Regions from separate parts of the Mus musculus genome. Here regions 1 and 2 are each linked to region 3. Evidence: chromatin contacts called from public HiChIP or PLAC-seq data. All regions are on one chromosome and are shown on one strand. The core of a region is the stretch at or near the end of the contact, and the rest is flanking DNA. Distances in the headings are between cores, read along the strand shown. Region 1 overlaps Sorbs1 (sorbin and SH3 domain containing 1). Region 2 overlaps Sorbs1 (sorbin and SH3 domain containing 1). Region 3 overlaps Sorbs1 (sorbin and SH3 domain containing 1).

Evidence for each region. HiChIP or PLAC-seq counts read pairs in DNA pulled down with a chosen protein or histone mark.
Region 1: an H3K4me3 HiChIP or PLAC-seq map of intestinal villus epithelium shows a contact between it and region 3, with 6 read pairs. The contact joins two enhancer-like sites. A contact is called at or near these places in 1 of 15 datasets of contacts at CTCF or cohesin (the NIH/3T3 cell line), 1 of 484 Hi-C or Micro-C datasets (nephron progenitors), 1 of 115 datasets of contacts at active chromatin or transcription factors (intestinal villus epithelium) and 3 of 9 other capture datasets (adipose tissue, liver and pancreatic islet).
Region 2: a contact with region 3 is called in an H3K27ac HiChIP or PLAC-seq map of heart atrium, with 17 read pairs. The contact joins two enhancer-like sites. A contact is called at or near these places in 2 of 115 datasets of contacts at active chromatin or transcription factors (embryonic fibroblasts and heart atrium) and 2 of 9 other capture datasets (adipose tissue and liver).

What each region holds. Positions count from the first base shown.
Region 1 is chr19:40,463,285-40,467,148 of GRCm38.p6, reverse strand. The region is part of intron 1 of Sorbs1 (sorbin and SH3 domain containing 1); the gene reads left to right. Among named protein-coding and RNA genes, the nearest start is that of Sorbs1, 49 kb to the left of the region's middle. Within about 2 kb of position 2,523, at least 44 of the 459 cell types and tissues checked have an H3K27ac peak or open chromatin away from gene starts, as enhancers often do. A contact at or near this core is called in intestinal villus epithelium, where this site is marked.
Region 2 is chr19:40,436,485-40,440,872 of GRCm38.p6, reverse strand. All of the region lies in intron 2 of Sorbs1 (sorbin and SH3 domain containing 1), which reads left to right. Among named protein-coding and RNA genes, the nearest start is that of Sorbs1, 75 kb to the left of the region's middle. Within about 2 kb of position 3,057, at least 101 of the 459 cell types and tissues checked have an H3K27ac peak or open chromatin away from gene starts, as enhancers often do. A contact at or near this core is called in heart atrium, where this site is marked.
Region 3 is chr19:40,346,177-40,350,516 of GRCm38.p6, reverse strand. Sorbs1 (sorbin and SH3 domain containing 1) reads left to right here. Exons shown (of 29, transcript NM_178362.1): 16 at 504-618. Among named protein-coding and RNA genes, the nearest start is that of A930028N01Rik, 51 kb to the right of the region's middle. Within about 2 kb of position 2,041, at least 47 of the 459 cell types and tissues checked have an H3K27ac peak or open chromatin away from gene starts, as enhancers often do. A contact at or near this core is called in heart atrium and intestinal villus epithelium, where this site is marked.

The sequences.
Region 1 (3,864 bases), core at 1,274-3,773, 120 kb before region 3:
ATATTCATGCACAGACACACACACACACACACACACATGCACGCACATACACACGCACACATGCACAATCATACAATGGTAGCTTTAAAATGACAGCCTGAAATTGAGTGCATTTTAGTAATCTCCTAGGAGTAGGCCATGTTTGATGTAAGATGTTTTTGGCTTTGGAGTGAAGGGATAAGAAACAGGCTCTTAGGATGATAGGGGCTCACTTTGACCCCAGGGCCGGTCCATGTTTCACTCTGAGTGCCAGTGACTCACTCAGGTCCCCATTAACTAGAAAGCTGGTGTTGGGACCCATGTTTTATAAATTTAGGAGTAGGTGTATTTCAGTACTTGGTAAAGGTGAGTTGACCCTTGTGGTGGCACAGACCTGTAATAGCACTTAGGCGGTGGAGGCAGGAGGATCTCGAATTCTGAATTTGGGATTAGCCTCAGCTAAATTCCAGAACCTGTCCATAAACGCTCCTGATAGATAGCTGTTTGGTGTTCTCCAGCTTGCCCTAGGGTTTAGCTTAGTCTTCTTACCCTAAGATACGTGTAACCTCTGGAAAAATCTAAGGCACAGTTCAGTGGGCTGGTGAGCAGTCTTCTTCTCACTGCTGTGGCATAAACTGTGTTGGAAATGGTTTTATGGGGTAGCACCAAAGGGAGTTGTCATAAATTCCTGTTTTCTAAGCAACCACTGTGTTACGGAAAGGTTCAGTTTTATTTTTCTTCATCACCGTGATTTTGATTTATGTGGGTCTGATAGGATGGTATCAGTGACATTAGGAGTAATTAAAGCATATTTTGAAATTCTGTCTTAGCACTGACCCAGCTTTGTGCCAAGGTACACATAAGAGGTTTGGATTTAAAAAAAATATTTTCAAAAATGCTCCTTTGAAATGGTAGACACTTTGATACTGAAAGAACATCGTTTTAATGGGTGGGGTTCTTGGCTTTTTAAAATTTTTCCCCCAAGGGTTTCTCTGTGTAGCCCTGGCTGTCCTGGCACTTGGTTTGTAGACCAGGCTGGCCTCAAACTCACAGATAACGACCTGCCTCTGTTTCTGCTTCACCAGTGGTAGAATTAAAGGCATGAACCACTACCTGACTGGGGTTCTTGTCTTGATGCTCAGAGTTAAACTTCTTAAATATATTCTGAAGGTTTCCAAGGGTATCTGAGGCCAGATCCAACTGATGTATGCCTGCATTCATGCTGGGCGGGGGAGAGGGGGCGATTATACACTTGTATCGTCTCCATTCGCCAGCCAGTCTTAGACTGCTCCGAGTTTTACTGCTTTTATTGAATCTTCGGAAATGTTTGCTGTCTTAGGAAACTCAGTGTGACATTCGGTTTTTCAATAAAAATGATTTGCCTCAAGGCCAGAGCTGGAGGGGCAGGGCAGCGATACATTAACGTGTTAGCATGGAATGGTAGCTCTGTGCATTTATTGTGAGACTTCCATTGTTTTCCTTGCTTTCTCTGGTGAACAGGAATTTCTTTTATATTGGAAAGAAACTGTTTTTGTTTTGTGAAAAGCACGAGTCCTTTTGAACCCATCCTCAGTATGTCCGAGGGGTAGCAAGGTGGGGAGTATGGGAGGGATAACAGATGGAACCGAGGACATAGGGAGCCAGGGTTGCCATGGGAACTGCATTGCCATCTTCCTGTCATCAATGATGTCCTTTTGTTGTTATTTTTATGCTTATTTACTTCAAAATAACCTTTGCTTTGAGCATTATTTATTAATAATATATCTGCTGTTGCTGGTCAGTCATAGATGTAACTGTGTGTTAGTGTTGCCTGCCTTGATTTAATGGAGGTGACACTGTTTTAGTTGAGAGCAGATGTATGGTGTTTGAGCCAACACTTTCTGTTAGACCCTCATGTGTCCTCTCTCTTCATTGCTGGCTGTGTGGGACTTTCTGGGCCACAGAGCCAAGTGTAAGGTTTTGCAGTTAGAGTGGTTTTGAACCTGGGTCTCTGATCCCGTGTGCTGCTGTTTCTCCCTATAAACCCGCCTTGATGTTATTTCCTTTTTCTTTTTTTAATGCAACAACATTGAACAATCTAAAACCTAGTAAGTAACACAGTCTTTCAGTCATGTTAACCTTTGCCTACTGTATGCCTCATTGTCCTCAACATAACTGTGACTGGGACAACAGCTGCCATTAATCAAATGAGCCCTTCCGTGGGTCAGGTACCGTGCTCAGTGACTGTACGGATGATCTCATGCGATCCTTACAACTCCCCCGTGAGGCCAGGACAGTTAATTTCCTCACCTTGGTTTTATTGATGGGGAAATCGAGGCTTAGTCATTGCATGTGTGCGAGGTTTGAGAGCAGCAGAGCTGAGAGTGGAATCGCTCCTCAGCTCTTACTACTTCGGTCCCTTTAGCCCTTCATATCAGGACCTCAGCTTTGGGTCATCTGCACGCACCAGTCCATCATGTCACCTTCCTGTGCACCTATTACTCTGCTGCATGTCACGGGTCCCCAGCAGATGAGGTGACTAGACACCACCAGCCTGCCGGGAACGTTCTCTCTCATGCTCTGCCTGGCTGGGTGTGAGCGGGAACTGCGTGTGTGGGAACTGAAGTTGGACTTGGATCCCTCCTTGATTTTGTTCTTCTTTGGAACTGGGGCCTTAAGCAATCCAGGGAGGCATTTCCAAGCCACAGCTTTGTTTCAGTGCAAAAAATTTTGTTTGTTTGTTTGTTTGTTTGTTTGTTTTTCGAGACAGGGTTTCTCTGTTTAGCCCTGGCTGTCCTGGAACTCACTCTGTAGACCAGGCTGGCCGCGAACTCAGAAATCCCAAGTACTAGGATTATGCTTTCTCTTTTGTGTCCCGTGGGTTCAGGGAACCCAGAGAACCTCTAATTCCTGTCTCCTGGAAAGATAGGAAGTCTTGGGAAAAAGTGGTCCCTCTCAAAGGATGGCCTTAGTTCCATGCCAGGAACAGGTTTCTGAACAGGTCATACTTTTTATTGCATCATGGACTTTCGATATCGGATGAAAACTTTGGTCTCCTTTCCCGAAGGCGACAACAGGCTTTTTTGTAGTGAACCTTGTGCTGAGCCCTGTTGTGTGTCAATCCCTTCAGATCTCTGTAACTCCATGAGGTATGGGGTCTTACAGTGTTCCCACTTCCCTGGATAAGGAAACTGAGTCAGCCAGGCGGAAACAATTTGTCCATGGACAAATGTCTTCGCATATGATTTCAGTCCTGGTTTTAGCACTCCAGTTCCTGAGCCACCACGTGTGTGACTTGAAGGTAGAAATCCATCTCTGCCCCCAGGGCAACCTGCCTGTCGGGGAAGTAGAGGGAAGACAGGCTGCTCTCATCCTCTCTCGCCTTCTTCTGTTTTCATTGAACAGTTAGGTGAGTTAGTATATCGGTGTCTAAGTGTCCTTGTCTCCCAGGGATCCTACATAGTGACCTAATTGGCATTTCATATTTGATCGGGAGTCTCATACTGTGGACTGCCCTCTGTCCTGCTCTTCTGTGGATCAGGGAGCGTGGGCTCTGGTGTTATTTATGATGAGGACATTCTCACTAACACGAGTGGACGCCACTGCCCTGTAGTATGTCTGCAGAGTGGCCCACAAGTAAAAAGTATAGCATGCCCATAGTTCCATAAGAGCCTATGAAGATTGGTTTGTGAGCACTGACTGTGCTTGGCCTTTGGTTTGAAGCCACAGTGGATATTTTCTTAATGCTATCGCCATTCAGTAATAACAGATTTTGTCATATTTCATATTCCTTTTCCTATCTTCCTTCCTCCCTGCCTGTCTGTAATTCCCACAGCAAGTGTTCTAAATATTATAGTATTGTGGAACATCACTCTTGAATAAGAACTCAGATACCTGTAGTATGCC
Region 2 (4,388 bases), core at 1,808-4,307, 89 kb before region 3:
TTTGGGGGTTAGAGCTCACCAGACTCTTGTACTGGGCAGGACATAGAGAGACTAGAACCCTCACCTTGGTCACATATGAGGCCTTGACTACTCTGGAACCACCAGCCCTCCCTTCTGCATCCTCTCCTTCTGACAGAAGAGTGAAACTAGTGTCGTCCAAAATTCTATTTGTTCACATGGGGCACCCACTTAGGGATGGGCATAAATTCTGGAAAACCTGGGGCTCCTGCTCTCTGACAGCCTCTGCAGGTTTAACTGAGCTGAGTCATAGTGGAAGAACCCCGATTCCTCATTTATTTTGCATGGCTACCTGTAGTACTCATAAGGAAGAACTAAGTAGTGAGTTACCGTGCGTCAGCTCACGATAGAGCCTTTTAACAGCACCCCTGGGAGGAGACTCTGTAGACGATGGTGCAGGAATGAGCCAGGCAGAAGGGCTTTTAGCTTGCTTACGTTATGGAGAGATACACAGTGCTACCTGCTCACTCATATTCATGGCTCTCATGAGACTTAGACCACCTAGTTTTCAAATGTAGGAGGATACTTTTATTTCTTTTCTTTGTGACAGGTTCAAAGCCCGTTGTATACCATCTCTTGGCAGATAAAACAAAAGTGTTGTTCAGAAAAACCATAAAAAAATGGTAAAGAGGCTTTAGCAGAGCAAACTTAGGTGTGAGAGCATGTTCAACATGAGATAGTGAGTGCAGGATGCCGAGGGTGTTGTATAGTGAGCCTGTGTTACCAGTCATGGGATAAGAGTACTTAAAAGTGTGTGTGTTCGGGCACACACCCAGCCATTCATCCACCCACCCCTATAGAAACCTATATAAATGGAGCAAGTGAGAGGACTGAAATCAAGACTTGCCAAGGCATTGTGTTTTAGAAAGCATCTGCTTGGTAGAATTCTAGGCTACGTTCTTGAGTCACTACCCAATGACCCTGTGAGTGTTTGAACTCTGTAGATGTTCTCTTGACACCAAAAGTGTTGATTTATTGACAAGTTTATTGAACCAACATTTGCAGATCAACAAGAAGTACTATTTGACGTTAGTGTATGCACACTAGTCTTCTAGTCTCAGAGCTTAGTTAAATATGTGTGTGTGTGTGGCAGCATTTGTTGACTTAAGTTTCTGTTTTAATTTGTTTGTTTTGTTTTGTTTTTATTTTTTGAGTCAGAGTCCTTTGTATCTTAGGCTGGTTGCTACCATGTTGTGAGGCCAAAGATGCCCTTTGATTCCTGACCCTTCTGTCTAGGCAAGATCCACCAAATCTTATTTCTGTTTTCTTTTTTTAAAGATTTATTTATTTACTTTATGTATATAAGCACACTGTAGCTGTCTTCAGACACACAAGAAGAGGGCATCAAATCTCATTACAAATGGTTGTGAGCTACCATGTGGTTGCTGGGATTTGAACTCAGGACCTCTGGAAGAGCAGTCAGTGTTCTTAACCACTGGGCCATCTTAACCACTGGGCCATCTCTCCAGCCCTGTTTTTTTTTTTTTTTTTTAATCACATCTACTTTTTTTTTTTTCTTCTTCTTCTTTCAGTCCTTATAGAGAGTCCTGTGGCTTTGTCTAGGCCATCTAGGAAGAAACCTGGGCTATTGCTATGCGATGCTTGCTGGACAGTCATTCCCTCGAACAGAGGGAGCTGAGACCATCTTCGGAGTGGGAAAGCAGTAGGCGGGATGTGGTTGTGGCTTTGAGGAAGATGGAAACTAGTTGGGACAGCTGATGTGGGCCAGGCACCATGAGCTGCTTAAGAACTGAAAGCAGGCCTCTGGGAGCCGCCATGCTCGCAGGTGCTGCGGCTGTTCAGGAAGTCAGCTGAGGCTTGGGAACTTTTGAAAGTCCAGGTCTGGGGCGTCGGAGTTAGGTTTTTGCTGTGCTGTTGGTATAAGTAGATCTGGTGTGTGAACGGTTTCTGACTCTGAGAGGTGATTGTCTAGGGAGTTGTTGAGGTGAGCAGCAGGAGAGGCAAAGGCTCAGTAATGCTGTGAGATTCTCTTCCCAGCATGGTAGATAAGTCCTTTATCTTTCAGGTCTCCTCTCGGGCATGTCGTGTCGGCCATTATTGGGTTCTCTTGGACTTGCTGTTCCTTTTTGCCTTTCTTTAGCTTGACACTCACCAGATGAACTTAACTAACCCTTTTTCTCCCTTCCTTTCCACTACTTAACTCCTACCTCAAGTCTTGGCTTAGGCTTCGTTCCAGGCAAGGTGTTGACGGTTGCTTCTTGCTCTGTTTTTTGCTACATCCCTTCACCCTGTGTACGCCACGTGTGCATTGTCCATGCTTGCTCTGGCCTTTCGTATTTGTGGGTTGGAAGTTTCCTTGAGCGTAAGACTGTCCTGTACCTAGCAGAGTGTGGCACATGGTGCTTGGTATGTGCCCTCTGGGTGGTTGTGGACTTCACTGTGGTATTGGTAGAGAACTGAATGTTAAAGCTGCAAGGAAACCATATTAGCAACTCTAACTCATTTGCTCCATTATTTATGTGCATCTGTGTGCATCTGTGTGTGAGAATGTGCACATGGGCACAAGTCTCTTCGGAGGGCAGAAGAAAGTTGGATTCCTTGGAGCTGGACATGGCTGGTGGGAATGAAAATAGGATCCTCTGCAAGAACAGAACAAGCTCTTAACCACTGAGCCATCTTTCCGGTCCCATAGCTCGTTCATTGTATAGTTTGCAGAGACCTACATCTCAGGGTTTGTTCCAGGCAAAGCAAGGACTCAGATTCCCCCTCCTGCTGTTCCCAGTGCCATGTGCCATGATGGTTTGCAAATGTGTTTGTGTGTGAAGATGGTGGCTTTCTGTCTCTTCTTAGTGCCTGGCTGCAGCAACTGCCCAGAGTGTTGTGGCATCGGATTTCTTTCCTGGGGAGGGGAACAGTGTCCTGACAACACTAAGAGCTTTTCCCCTGCACGGTGCCAGGTTTACGGCAGTCCTTACCTCACCGCTTCCCTTTCCCGCTTCCCTTTCCCTTTCCGCTTTGTCCTGGTTTATCTTTGGACAGGCTGAATCTTAGCAACTGTTGCTAAGTAAATAGAGGGCTTGCACATTCGGAGCTGTGGTGTCAGATATTCAGTGCCTTTGCTTTCACCTGTCCTGGCTGTTCTCACTCTTAGCATGTGTCGAGAACGGCACACAGTGGATGTTTCATCTGACAGCCCACAGGATAAGGGAAGCCTTAAGTGGGGAGGCAGCAGGATGCTTTGGTGTCAGTGAGAAAAGTGAATCTGTGTGTTTCAAGACCCAACCTTGGAACTGGGCTGTCTAGAAATGCCTGCTTGGATATTTTTTCTGCTCCCCATTCCCACTGATCACAAGTTCTGAGGGTCAGTTCAGAGTTGACCATTGGCAGTGAGCGTCATGACTGGTTTGAACCTTAGGCTCCTTTGGTAACTAACCAAATAGTAGATGGCTAAAACTGCCTTTGTTGTTGTTGTTGTTGTTGAAAAGTCACTGGAGAACAGAGGTTTTAAAAGGCTCTTTTGCTTCTTTTGCTTTTTGTTTCGTTTTGTTTTGTTTGTTGAGAGATACTGTGTAGCCAAGGCTGGCCTGGGACTCAGTCCTCCTGCTTCAGCCTCCTGAGAGCTGTGATTGTAGCCATGAGCCACCATGGTGCCTGGCCGCCTTTCCCTTCTTTTGGAACTCTGCAACATTGTTTCCCTAGGCATTTCTGTATGCCTTTCCTTTTTGCCTCTTTTTTTTTTTTTTTTAAAGTAAGAACTACACTATGTACAGTGACCTTTAAGCTCACAGGATTTAGAAATCCCGTGTCTTGGAAGAAATCCAGTGCTTTTGGTCTCAGGGATTTCTGAAGTCGCTTTGGGCCTTGTTGGCTTCCAGCCACATGGGAGCGTCTGATCCTCCCAGGGTTGGTCGGAGTTCCAGGCACTGAGCTAGAAGTGCATCAGCCAAGAGTTTGGCCTGTGTCAGGAAGGATTTTTGATTTGCTATATTCTCTGCTTGGCATCTGCTTATTTCCTCCCGGGACGTCCCCTTCCTTGGAAAAAATAAGTCCAAAGATGCCCGTCTGACTGATGAGCTAAGTAAGAAGTTCAGCCAGGCGTTTCCAATCAGGGATCATAACTTGTCAGTCATAGGTCACTGAGTGAGCAATGTGTCACCAACCTTAAAGAGTTTCTGACGTTCCCTCGCCTGTCCACAGGAGCCCCCAACACAGGCTAGTCTCAAGAATGACAATCTGAAATCTTGAGACAGGTCAGTCAGCATTGGTTCTGAGAGGCTGTAGCTCATGGAAAGTTCCTAGGCTGTGACCTGAAGAGCTGCAGTCCGTGGCAGCTGTACCCAGGCTTCGGGCTCCAGTCTTCCTGCAGCCATGAGTTAACTTTTTCATGTTGTAATAGGGAACTGTGGTTA
Region 3 (4,340 bases), core at 792-3,291:
TAGTGGGGGCTGCTGTGGCCATGGCATGCTGCCACAGAGGTCCCCATCTAACACTGAGGCGAGCGAATGCCCCAGGAGTTTGTACAGTACTGACATCACCTGGGTGACTAGGGCTTGAACCACAGCCTGGCAGCTCTGCATAAATTGTATGGGAGTCCAGGCGTGTTTGGGGAACGTTAGAGTCACAAGAGGCAGAGCAAGGTGAAAGAAAGCCTTTTACCAGGACGAACCCTGCTGCATACCCCTTCCTCCTTCCCCTCTCCATCTCCAAGTCCTGGTGCCAGGTTTTAGGCACAGGGTACCTCGTGCCCCTTGTGAGCCAAGACAGAGATTTAATTGGGTTGTTCTGAGAAGCCGGCTAATACAGCTAAATTACTGGCCTTGATTCCAGTTTTTATGCTTTGGATATACAAATTCTTGATCAAGGCGACAGCCAACCAGGTTCAGACCTCGTGGGAAGCCGGTGCTATTTTCATGAAAATAGGATTTTTTTTCTTCTACAGAAACGACTGGGAGCCCCCAGATAAGAAAGTGGATACGAGAAAATACCGAGCAGAGCCCAAAAGCATTTACGAATATCAGCCGGGCAAGTCTTCGGTCCTGACCAATGAGAAGATGGTAATGTGCATATGAAAGGTCTTTTGTTTGCTCCTGTGTAGTTGGAGCTTATTCTTTCCCCACTAGAGATAGACTTGCTTTGTTTAGAACAATGAAAAGAGTTGAAGTATTTTCACCCTCTGCATTTCTGCAGGTCTTCATAAATTAGTCCTGAGTCTGCTTTTTAAAAAAACTGGTTTTTTTTTTGTGGCTCTGTTGTTCCATTTGTGCGTGGTTTAACTCATTTTAATTTTCTACTAACAGCGATTGATCTCACTTATTTTAGGAAAAAAAAAGAGTACTACTTTGTCAAAGTTACTCAGTAAAAGTTATTATTTTTTTGTAGGCAATTCTTGTTCGAAATGGATGACTATTACAGAAACGGCCAGTCTAGCATTAAAATCATTCAAAGATAACCAATAGAATGTTGTAACTTGGGGTAAAGTCCAGGCTGTTAGAGTTTTATCTTTTGGTCTGCTGTCTTTGATTGGCAAAGCATTGAGAACTAACATAAAAATCAGTTTGGCTTATTGTCCCTTACACAAATTCACACTTCTATAAAAATTAGGTGGGAAAAATGTGTGGAAATTCTAGGCTGCCATGGAAAAGTAGCCACTGCTGGGAAATAGGAAGACTTTACAAACTGATGAGTTTCGTATATGCCAATCCTGCTTCCTTCCATTCACCCTTCGCTAGGAAAAGCTGGCTCAAATTGTGGGGAATGGTCAAAGACTCTCTAAAGCTCCTGCAGCTTCACAGCCCTCTGGCTGGAGAGCAGGATGGAGATTCTGAAGTCTCCTTGAGAGCTGACAGCCTGCCGTTCTGTGCGTTTTTAGGGGATAATTGATTAGACTTTTACTGACATGAGGTGTGATGTCTTTATAAGTGCTCGAGTAATTTTAATTAGGAAAAAGGTCCCTGGTTCACAGAAACACTTTTAGAGCTAACATTCTTTTGAGTTTGCTGGGCAGACAGCGAAAGGCAAGCTGAGTGACTTCCTTCTGCTTCCCTGCCTCAGAGGGAGTTGTCTGCCACCAGGAAGTATCCCAGGCATAATGAATGCAACTGCAACCTTCAACCCAAGGGTTCCTGGAAAGAAAGCCACACTCTTTAGTAACAAGCAAGTGATCTCAGGGATTCTGGAGGCCCTTGGGTGCTTTTATTTGGGCAATGGCCATTCATGGATTGTCCAGGCCTACACTGAAGGCACACCCTTCTTCTTAAGGTTGTCTTTGTTTCCCCTTCCTTCTCTTGGTCTTAGTTGTCTCACCTCTATACAGAACGAGGAAAGCGACATTATTTTGTTTTCTCCTTTGCTATCAGTGCTTGGGATCACTGGGTTATTTTTTTTACAAGCACCGGGCAGTGCCCTCACAGTGCCCATCTTTGGAGTGGTGGAGACTGTCTACGAGGACAGCAGAACACCATCTGGTGTCTCAGTACAGGAGCTCCCCTGTAGTGCTCCAGGCCTGCGTCCCACCCGTAGTGGCATGCGGGCACCTATCCAACAGTTTAATTCAGTGCCCTTCAGCCCAGTTAGCTCCCTCCTTCCAAAGAGAAGTTGTCGGTTTTAGAGAGGAATTTCAGTTGAATCTTAATTTTTTTTTGACAGTGGCTGAATTGGTCCATTATGCTTGATCTTTTTTAAGTCCTGCTATTTTAGTCACGTGAACAGAAAAGCTGCTATGTGAATTTCAATGGGAGCCTTTCAGTGTGAGCCTTGCCTTTTGGAGTTATCTGGCTGGCTGGGGTTTCAGCAGCACCCCCATTCATAGATTTTTTGAAGAGAGCTAAAGAATCATTTCATTATCAAACGTGTAAACGGGTGACAGATGTAGGCTCTATGTTAGATTTTATTTTAGTTTCCTTTGTCTCTCCATGAAGAAAGAGAAACCCCACTTTTTCTTCCGTTTGAGGTGTTCAAACCTGCTTCATTCTGCTGATTTAAGAAATGGGCCCAGGCACGGCTAATTGATGCCATTGGGAAGAATGTTAAACTACATGGACTGTGGGGGCTTCTCTTGCCCTAGAGCTTGCTCCCACTACCCAAACCCATAAAACACTGTTACCCTCAGAATCCCTGGGTGACTTCCATTCTTGATGACCTGTTTGGCATATTCACAAAGATCTAAATACTTCATGCCTGTAAGTCAACCTTTTCTCTTCGGCCTTGGACTTAGAGATGCGTGGTTTGGTCCCAGTTGTCAGGAATGTCTAGGTTTTATTCCTTAATACTTTTTCTTTTCTTTGCTGAAGTCTCCCCAAAGGACATGAGCCCCATTTAATCAATATATAGACACAGCTTTTTCATGCTGAGCCCTGGGCTGGGTGTTGGGGTTTATATTTCATGGGTGTGTGGTAGCAAAGACAGATATCGGGATAGTAATTACAGGCACAAAATGAACAACACGTAAGTGTGAGTGAGGGGTTTACCCAGCTCTGTCTCTCTCGTCCTCTTAGTAGGAGGGTCAGTGGGAATATAGCATAGTTTACAGAATGCTGGATGGGTTATGGGAGGCCTGAGCTCTGGGTTCTAATCCTGACTCTACTGTGTGCCTTCGGGCAGTCATTTAATCTCCTTGAACCTCAAGGCTTCCGTTTGTGAGTAGAAATATTATCTGGCCCTCCAGCCTGGCGGAGGACCAGGTGATATGGCCAGGGGGAGTAATATGGGTATAAGAGCCATGAAGATTATAAAGCAAACACACCATAATCACATGATTTACTTAATTGAAATTTGAAGCTGACCAGCTTCAAATTCTCTGGCTCCTGTTCAAGCATCAACACTGTCTTTGAGGAGGTGACACTTGCCTGGCAAGCCACTTGCCCGTTCTGTGGATTTTATCAGGCTGGAAAAAGAGCAGCCCACAGCAGCAAAGACCAGACCCTGGCACTGTAGAGGTGTCATGGCTGTGGGAACAGAGAGCCCCCTTTGCTTCCAGCAGGGGTGTCCGTTCTTAGTCTGTTTCTTGATTGGTTGCTGCTCAGTTACACCTGGCAACCTAATGCAGGTATGAGCACTGTGGGTAATACCTTTTTATCTTTATGTCTGGGCAGCTCTCTCTCAGAACCGAGGCTTTGGATCTAAGTTATTTAACATGACCTTTTCTTTACTCAGCACTAGCCTTGGCAGTCAGCTATCCAGCAAACAGCATTCAAGACTGAAACAAGTTAATTCTTTTAAGGCTGTAAATATTGTAACTTTTTGGCAGCATCCCAAAAGAGTTGGTATGTTAGTACATTTAAAAAAAAAAAAAACAGCAAAAACAAAACCCCTAACCTATTCCCAGGGAACAGTTTATAAATAGTCTTTGTAAGAATAACAAATATGAAGTAGGTTTCATGAAAGGCCATCATCCTAGATTGTAGAATGAGCCAGTGTCGAAGCCGTCATTCCCAAACGGCTTGGGGGTTGTGGGCCTCTGCTTTTCACCGAATAAAGGCAGAAGCCAGGCTGGAGAGATGACCCAGCTGCTGAAGGACTTAAGTTCAATCCCCAGACAAAGAGTAAAAGGACACGCTTGGTGGCTTGTGCTTACAGTTCTAGCCCTGGAGCAGTAGAGCCAGGCAGGTCCTTAGGACTTGCTGGCCAGCCAGCCTAGTCCAATTGGCAAGCCCTGAGTGACTGAAAGACCCTGGAATCAGAAAACAAGGTAGCTGGCTCCTCAGGATCTCTCACTTAAAAGTTTTCCTCTGATATCTACATACATGCGCATAGATATGTAAATCCATGTACACACACC